Regions from separate parts of the Zea mays genome. Here all the other regions are linked to region 2. A link is a contact called in public Hi-C data. All regions are on one chromosome and are shown on one strand. Each heading gives the region's core, a stretch centred on a gene start, on an enhancer-like site or on the middle of the called end of the contact. The rest is flanking DNA. Distances are from core to core; before and after follow the strand shown.

Evidence for each region. A called contact is a pair of places that touch in the nucleus more often than the background predicts.
Region 1: a Hi-C map of ear shows a contact between it and region 2, with 2.2 times the contacts expected there. The contact joins the promoter of LOC100383838 here to the promoter of LOC100281528 in region 2. A contact is called at or near these places in 2 of 25 Hi-C or Micro-C datasets (bundle sheath and ear).
Region 3: a contact with region 2 is called in a Hi-C map of bundle sheath, with 6 times the contacts expected there. The contact joins the promoter of LOC100193705 here to the promoter of LOC100281528 in region 2. A contact is called at or near these places in 8 of 25 Hi-C or Micro-C datasets (bundle sheath, ear, endosperm and 2 more) and 1 of 3 datasets of contacts at active chromatin or transcription factors (seedling).

Annotation. Positions count from the first base shown.
Region 1 is chr1:144,796,255-144,799,269 of Zm-B73-REFERENCE-NAM-5.0, forward strand. It overlaps LOC100383838 (Pumilio homolog 23), which reads right to left and starts at 1,453. Exons shown (of 11, transcript NM_001362164.1): 1 at 1,249-1,453.
Region 2 is chr1:145,035,613-145,038,586 of Zm-B73-REFERENCE-NAM-5.0, forward strand. It overlaps LOC100281528 (synaptic vesicle 2-related protein), which reads left to right and starts at 1,366. Exons shown (of 3, transcript NM_001154446.1): 1 at 1,366-1,832; 2 at 1,928-2,165; 3 at 2,274-2,974. The coding sequence starts at 1,576. The coding sequence ends at 2,789.
Region 3 is chr1:145,242,795-145,245,761 of Zm-B73-REFERENCE-NAM-5.0, forward strand. It overlaps LOC100193705 (Alanine aminotransferase 2 mitochondrial), which reads left to right and starts at 1,410. Exons shown (of 15, transcript NM_001327768.1): 1 at 1,410-1,586; 2 at 2,366-2,416. The coding sequence starts at 1,548.

The sequences.
Region 1 (3,015 bases), core at 203-2,702, 240 kb before region 2:
AAAACGGTCGGAAACGATCGGAAAACACTAAAACCGTTACCGTTTTCATATTTTTATCGGAAATGAAATCGGAAACGGTAATTCCGGAAACGGAAACGACATCGGTATTTCGGAATCATCGGAAACAGAAGTTCGGTACAAAAAATACATCGGTATCGGTCGGAATCTAAAATACAATCGGTAACCATATCAATATGAAAATATCACAATACAACAAAGTTTATAAATATCACAAAAACACAAGTACATGACCACCCGCACTAAAAGCAGATTCTGAATTGTGGAGAAGGCCTTCCACACCGTTCTAGCCGAGATCTACCGGATAATCAGCAAGAAGCCCCTGTCTTCGGAGGAGTCTGGTTTGGGGTCTGGTAACCTCAGAGAGAGACAGTCCATTCAAGTGTCAGCAACAAATTCTGGCGGCCTTACGTCGCGGTGCTGCTCTTCTTAGAGCCACGCCCACCAGGATCATCTGAAGAACAACAGTTCGTCAAGAAGGTCCTCTCTTCCGAGTCGAAATATTTACTCCCCTTTGTGTGAACAATAAGTGTAGATTTAAAGAATGTCAGGCTCGAGACACTGACTATATACTTGACCTGCATAGTCATGTTCCGTCGAGAGGTGCTGTGGGAGAAAAGTTTTATTGCTCTCGAGCATAGAAGAAGGCTGTGTGTATCAGACCCCAGCAAAGCTGCTTGCTATTAACTCGTGGCAGGGTAGTCTCTGTGATTTTGCAGCTATAATTTTGTTGGGGGTTAATTACTATGACTGCGGAAGTTGTCGTGGCTTGTGGCAACTTGATTCCCGACGTATTCTAGAATCCTCTTTGCTATCCGTTTGGCATCTGGTTCTTCCTGTTTATTTATCCTCACCAACCAAGCGCACTGGAGTTTATCCTAGGAACATGACATTTGATAACGAAATTGATACTTCTCTGTGGAGGAAAAATTTAATACTTTGCTATAATATCCCCTTAACCAGTGGCCAGTGGGTGCGTCAGTTCGTCCGGCGCGCGAGGAGGAGGAAGAGCAGCGGATGCGTCCGGCGCGCGAGGAGGAAGAGCAGCGGCAGGAGGAGGACTGGAGTGTGTCTGTGCAGGTGCAGCTGGGTGCGTGTGCGTCCATGGCGGCTGGAGTTGCCCTTGCTTGGAGTGGGTGCGTCCGTGCGTCCATGGCGGCTGGGTGCGTCCGGCAGAGGGTGCGTGCATCCATGGCCACAAAGCTAGATTAGGGATTACAGATTACTTACTGGATTGGGGCCTTGGGGGCAGTGTGTTCGTCCGTGGTCTGCACGTGCAGCCCGGCAGAGAGGAAAGGAGGAAGACGAGTCACGCCGTCACGGAATTTGGGGGCACGCCATGGAGCGCCGAGCTGAGCAGTGGCGACTGGCGGTGGCGGCTATGCTTGCTGTGCGGCTGTGCCTGGGCGAGGGGCGAGGGCGACGGAAGACTGCAAGTGGAAGAGCAGTGGCCGACGACAATTGGGTTGTGGACTTGTGGTGGCCTGGGCTGCTTGCTGAACCATGGGCCGCCCATGAGTTGTGAATTTAGAATTTGAGCTGGACCATGAGTTTCGATAAATTCTGAATTTTGAATTCGGTAAATTCCGACTCAAAACGGTAACTGAAGAAAACGGTCGATAAAGGATTGTACCGATTTCAATACCGATTCTGATCTAAAATTCCGATGACCGATTCCGATTTCGAGAAATACCGATACCGACGATTCCGGTCGGAAAAAATTCTAAAACCGTTTTCATCCCTTGGGGCGCCTTCTCTTGGGTTGGTTTTTTTAAGTATTTCTTTTGCAATTTTTTCGTTATTTTTTTCTTTATCTTTTTTTTTGTTTGTTACTCTTTTATTTCGTATTTATTTTCTCCGTGACACACTTTTTGTCGATGACTCGATGGTTAATATAAAAATTGATTCCAAATTAGGGGAGAAATGATAACAATTATTAGGACATTGTAAATAAACACAATGGAATATTTTTTGTTTTATTTATGTTGAACATCTTTTCTTAATGAAGCTAGAAACCGTTTTCACTTGAACATAGAATATTTTCACAATCTATAATGTTTTCTTGTAAATATGTAATAATTTTATTACAATAATTTTATCTTCAACCTTTGACAATTGCTAAGTGAATCTAAAATACTTTTGTCCTAAACATGGGACGAGGGTTCTCGAATATTGTTTTTCTTGAAAAAAATGGTATGGACTCACCAAAAAGAATGTTATATTTGTTGCAATGAAGAGTCAAAGACTAGTGACGAGTGCCAATATTTCTGTGGTGGTGTTTGCTTTGGTTTTTTAGCTTCTGACCGCTAGAAGCTGCTACATACGGTCAAATGTTTAGCTTTTCAGTTCACGTTTGTAAGAATCACTTTGGTGAAAATCGTCCAAACGTGGACACATAATCGTGCGAGACTTCGCGATAGTAGGAATCTGTAACTTTCTAGATTCTAAACCCTACAGCCCCCTTTTATCTTCCTGACACCTAGAGGGGTGAATAGGTGATCCTGCAAAACTTGTTTCAAACAACATAAACTAGGTCCAATTTATGGGTTAGAGTAACTAAAAACCAAGTTCGGATGAGAAGATGAGAGAAAGAAAGACTCTTTACTTGATTGCTCACTTGAAATGTGCATTAAGCTAGGAGCAATATGTAAGTGAATGTTTGGGGATTTTCTCTTCCGAAGGTCATAAAAAACACGACTAATCATTTATTTATAGCATAATGTCGAGTATTACAGTAGCTTTGTCATGAACGAAGGTTCACGATGGGAGTCTTCTTCTCCGCCGAAGGTCTTTAAGACAAAGATATAGCCCGAAACACGATTAACGATGAATGTTGAAGCTATAGCCGAAGAGCAACAACTTCGGCTTAAAGTAGTGTCAAGATCAAGTATGATGTTGAGCCGAAGATGAAAAGGCTAGCTAGTCCCTAATGATTTATGTTACAATTATGAACACATGTTAAGGTCATAAATGTATTTTTACCCGGGTTGCGTCCTG
Region 2 (2,974 bases), core at 116-2,615:
AATATACAAAGTTTTAATCTTCTTTCAACACTTTCTCAGCAGCTTCATTTAGCAGTTTGTTGACAGCTTCGTCAACAGCTTAATTAGCAATTTTAATCATATCTAGTGCTTCCTTCAAGGCTGGGTCAGCTTCGGGGTTGTATGGCTCCGGTGGGACCGTGGGAGCGAAAGTTCAGCTACATCATAAAAAAATGTTTGTTAATTTCGAAGCTGAAAACGAATTCCGAAGCTAAACCTCAGTAAGGGTACCTATAATCCTTGCACGCTCGGCAGCTTCTTCAACTCGTTTGGCTTCTTATTGAGCGTCGTGAGATTCTTTTTCATTATTTCTAATAGCTTCATCAACTATTTCACGACCACCCTTCATCCACACCTCGTAGTAAAATTTTCCGCCTAGCGCAGAAGCTTCGACCGAAAGGTTTTTAATGTCATCCGCTGAAAAACAAACTCTTACAGCCTTGGCGTGTTCGTGGCCAACACCCCAACAATTTCCATTTATATTTCCATCCGAAAACATTCGCCCCTCGCATTAACACTCTAAAGAAGTGTTAAACTTAGGACGAAGGTCCCCATTTCTAACTTGTGTTGTCTTGATTCTCGACGTCTTTAGGGATTGAAATCAAGTAGTCAACGGAGGCGGTTTTCCTTAAGAACCGGATTAGTTTCATTATAATTAATTGGAACGCAGATATCTTGCTATTGCGTTAAAAAAAACTAGGAATAAAAAAATAGAGAATCCTATGCGTGCCATTTTGATCGCAGAAGAAAAAAAATTATGCGAAAGGACTTTGGTATGTATGGTAGGAAGTTTTCCTCCATACTTTAGATGAGAAATAATGCTATGTTTTAGTGTGAGTGTTTCAACGCATCTTGTGTCTTTCTTTCGCCTTTTTTTTCTTCTCTCTCTGTTGCTGATAATAAATACTATATCTACTACGTATAAAATACATTTCTTTTACTGCGGGAAGCGTCCAGACGCCTCCCTCCTATCCTATGAGAGACCGAAACGTTTCTTGGCCGTTGAAAATGCTTTCAACGCGGTCTAAAAGGCAGCAGAGAGCACTCTAACGTTACAGCCTTTTTTCTATTTCTACGCTTCGAGGAGAATATTACACTTTAGGGTTAAGCCACAGATGATCGATTTTGTTCCAATTAGCTCAAAAGACATAAACGTCTAATAATAACGATCCATAATTTGTTAGAGGAGGGGTGTATATATATATGTGCATGAATCCTAAAGGAGAGATGGGAGACCGAGACATCGGGATCAGCCCGTGCTCAGTGCTGACGTCGTCACTCAAATGCTGTTTCGTCCCCGTCCGCCCATGTCCATCTAGAATTCGATCCAGTCCAAACTACCTTTCCCGGCTTGGTCAATCCTGTCGCCTTCGGTCCATCTCACACAGACTCCGGCCGGCGGCTCCACTCCACTGCCCCGCCGCTCGGTGCCGTACGTCGTCGTGCTCCACCGCCTCGATCCTCGGTTTATTGCTTTCCTGCATAGCTTCCTTAGCTAGCTAGGTCTCGTTTCATCAGTCTCGATCTGCTGCTCGTTGGCCGCCGGCGGCTACGAGCATGGAAACGTACACTACGGACGACGCGCTGACGGCCATGGGGTTTGGCAAGTTCCAGGCGCTTGTTCTTGTGTACGCAGGGACGGGCTGGCTGGCGGACTCCATGGAGCTCATGCTGCTCTCCTTCGTCGGACCGCTGGTTCGGCAGCAGTGGAACGTCTCTGCCCAGCACGAGAGCCTGCTCTCCAGCGTCGTCTTCACTGGCATGCTCCTGGGAGCCTGTTCCTGGGGCTATATTTCCGACAAATACGGAAGGAGGTAACTTGACCTCTCTCTGACTCTCTTTTCGTTTGCTATGTTTTGACCCTTCCATATGTGAAAAGCACAAATCTTGTACCTTGTGATGATTGCAGGACCGCTCTATTGTTCTCCGTTACTCTTACCGCTGGAGCAGGGTTGACAAGTGCTCTATCTCCTAACTACATATCCCTGCTGGCACTTCGGTTTCTTGTGGGTGTAGGAGTTGGTGGCACGCATGTATTTTCGTCTTGGTTTCTGGAATTTGTCCCTACCAAGAACCGTGGTGCCTGGATGCTTGTGTTCTCTGCTTTCTGGACCATCGGAACCATCTTCGAGGCTTCGCTTGCGTGGGTATGAATGAGTATATGACTGCACCTCACAGCTTTTCTTTCCTTTTTTTTATTGTATATGCAAGCATGTAATCGTCTTAAATATTCCTGACATCTGTAATGCATGCAGGTCGTGTTGTCAAGACTGAGCTGGCGGTGGCTGCTGGCGTTCACCTCCCTCCCATGCTTCGCCTTGCTCGTGTTTTTCGTCGTCGCACCGGAGTCGCCACGGTACCTCTGCGCGCAGAACAGAATATCCGACGCGACCCTTGTTCTTGAGAGGATGTCCAGGACGAACAAGGCCGCTCTTCCTCCCGGAGCTCTGGCATACCACCACACGGAAACGCAGCTGGGACTGGGAGAGAGTACAACAGACGACGCCTCCAAATCCGGTTCCGGTGGCATGGCTGCCCTGCGCAGGCTGTTCTCGCGCAAACTGCTGAGATCCACGCTTCTCATCTGGTTCGTTTGGTTTGCAAACTCCTTTGCCTATTACGGCCTAGTGTTGCTGACGTCGCAGCTGAGTGACGCGAACCGGAGGTGCGCATCGTCGTCTGCTCACAAATCTCAAGCGCACGAAGGAAACCCGAATCTCTATAAAGATGTCTTCATAACTAGCTTAGCAGGTAGGTACTACTACTATTAATTAATTGTTGGTGCTGCCTCTAACCCAAATATGGCATCGCCAGAGTTTCCGGGGCTGGTTATTTCTGCCATTATCGTTGATTGGCTTGGCCGGAAAGCTACAATGTGGATCTTGCTGTTTGGATGCTGTGGCTTCCTCGGACCTCTGGCTGTTCATCAGAAGGAGTCGGTGACAACCGCTCTTCT
Region 3 (2,967 bases), core at 160-2,659, 210 kb after region 2:
GAGCACTAGTTTTGTACGTCGTGCGTCATATGCAAAACACATGCAAAACACGTAAGTCTATTCATTTCCCCCGATTATTGCCTACTAATGGATCGTTACATCACAAATTAGCCATGAGAAACTATCCAAGCTTAACATGACAGAAAGTCACTCGCAGCGCAGCGCTTCCATATAGTACCACCTCGTTAGCTAAAAGAGAACGAACGATCAAATGAGCTATAAGAAAAGGGTCAGGCTCGTTTTCAACTCATATCTTTCTTGACATTTTGGAGAAAATAAAGTGTAATATTTGTTTTTATCAGTTTAATATTTAATATGTGAACCATATGTGTACTTTAATATTAAAATATTTTTATTTATATCAAATATGACTGTGTGCCATCGTTACCGACAAAAATGTACTATTCAACAATGTTGAACCTCACTTCCATTCTTTGGAAGAAACTTACGGAAAAAAGATAAAACTGATCACCTCCAGGGCAAACGCTAAACATTCAACTCTCTTTGATTTATGGATCCAGAATCTGCTGTTGCCTTCTTCTGTACTTTTACTTTCTTCATTTCATTTTTTGTCTCTTGAAGTTTTGTTGTTAAACTTTTAATTTTCACTCATCTTTTGGTTTTTAATAAATTTCTACATGGGCTTCGCCTTCTCCAATTTCGTTAAAGAATGTATTATATAGTTGATAGTTCCATATATCTTTCGTAGGATCAAATAGTCTTTCATTAGCTCTAGTCAACGGAGCCAACATTTTATTAGAAATGACATTGATAGATAAACTTTTTAAATGTTTTACTCCTTGTGTCCTAATTTATTATTTATTATAATTTTTTATAAGTCTGACCAGCTCGTTTCATTCAAAATTCTTAAGAAAAAAAGAAAAAATTAAAGCCATACTTAATGTGTATTACATGATAAACAATATCACAGTAAAAATTAATAATAATTATATTTTTTAATTAGACAAGTTAATCAAAATTACGATAAAATTTTTAAATGAATTATAAATTGGAACGAAAGAGGGAAACAACAAGGGAAACATCCCGCATCACATCGCAGATAAGAAATAAAAAAACTCGCATAGCTTGAATCGGCACAGAAAGAGAAGCCAAGTTATTCATAGTAGTTGCATGTACGAGAGAAGGAACATAAAAGTGCCAAAATTGCATGATGCAATCTAGGCAAGCTCATCTACAGCATTGATCTGAGACTTTTTTATTGTAATAAATACCAAAGAGTGACTTTGTTTGTTTTATTTTAATTAACGCAAAACCGCGGCTGTGGCCACCGGCCCTCCGTTCTCCTTCCACTCGCTTTCTGGCGTGCGCCTCTTGTTTGTCTGCTTCCGTCGTTCCCTCCCCCTGTACGCCCGTGGCCGCCTTTTATAAGCACCAGCCATCTGGCCTTTTTTTTCGACAACGCCAAACATCTGGTTTCGCTGCCCCGATTCGCCACGAAGCCGCACTGTGAGAGAGGGACGCGGCCCGTTGTCCTCGGCTTGTACGCAATCCTTCCGTCGCTGCGAAGCTGATCCCTCGTGTTCGCCATGGCCCCCAGCGTCGCCGTGGAAAACCTCAACCCCAAGGTGACAGCACCGCCCGTTTTCCTCGCCCTGTCTACCTGTCTGTCCATTGAAGGTTCCGTTTTGATGGATTCTTCGGTGGGAAGTTTGGGCTTTGACGAGACAGAAAGAAGCACTGTGGATGTGCTGCGTTCTGCATATCCCTGATTCATCTGAGCCGCGGCTTTGATTCTCGTTTGCTTGAGAAATTTGGGGTGAAAAGATTATCCTTGATTCGCTGCAGTGGTACATGCGTGCTTAGTTCTTGTTCTGATGATCCGGTTTTGATTCATACTTTGAAATCAAATGAGATTTTTTTAGGATATTTGTAAAATAACTGCACCGGCGCAAAGTTCCAACAGTAAGATGTTGGGAACAAGTGTAGTTCCTTTTACCGGGATCACTAGTTGCTATCGCTCTCTCTCAACCCAGAGTTAGATCTCAGTGCGACTCGAGCTGCTGGAGTGCCTTTTCTTTTTGTTTTGTTTTGTTGTGATCGAATAGTTTAATGTCATCTATGTCAGTATCCTTTTTCTCCCCTTTGACTTCAAAAGGGGATACGGCGGTTTGTTTGAACTGCTGCCCCATTCTGGTGCAAAATGATGATAGGTTGATGCTGTACTATTTATGCGAGATCTGAGGTACTACAACGTTGGCAAGCTGTACTTTGTTACTAAACCTATTGAATGTCGTGTGATCTTGATCTCCACCTGTTTCATAGACAATAGCTTTCGTGCTTTGCTTGTCTAGGTAAGGCGAGTGTGGCTTCTCATGCCTAGCTAATACACTGACAACTATTACAGGTCTTGAAATGTGAGTATGCAGTCCGTGGCGAGATTGTCATCCATGCTCAGGTATCTTGACTACTGATGTTCAACAAGGCTTGCAGTCTAGTACTTCAGTATGTTATATATCACTCTGTTCATGTTCCCATATAATCGGTTAATCACCTCACCACAAGGCAATAACGTTAAATCATATAAGTTTTGTTAGGCTGTTGTGATAATAGTACTTGTTACACTGTTGTGGTAATAGTATTGCTTTTGATACTCAGCTTGTTCGCTGCGGCTTGCTGCGGCTGCAATCCGGCTGCGGCTGCGGCTTCTACAGTATTTTTCTCTCTATGGATTGCAGCTGCAGCAGTCCAAACAGCTGCAACAGTGTCGGCTTGTAGCCAGCCGAACACGCCCACTGCTATCTGATTTAACTGAATCAACAAAGAACAGCATAGTGCAATACCTGGAGTCACAAACATGTATTTGTGTTATAGAGCTTACTTTATAGTTTTGGAATTCTAGTTTGGTTCAGGAAGGGAATTAAGCATATAGTCTCCTTGATTGCCAATTAACATATTATTAATATTTTAATTTGCAATTGTTCCCTGATGAAATCTATCCTAATTATT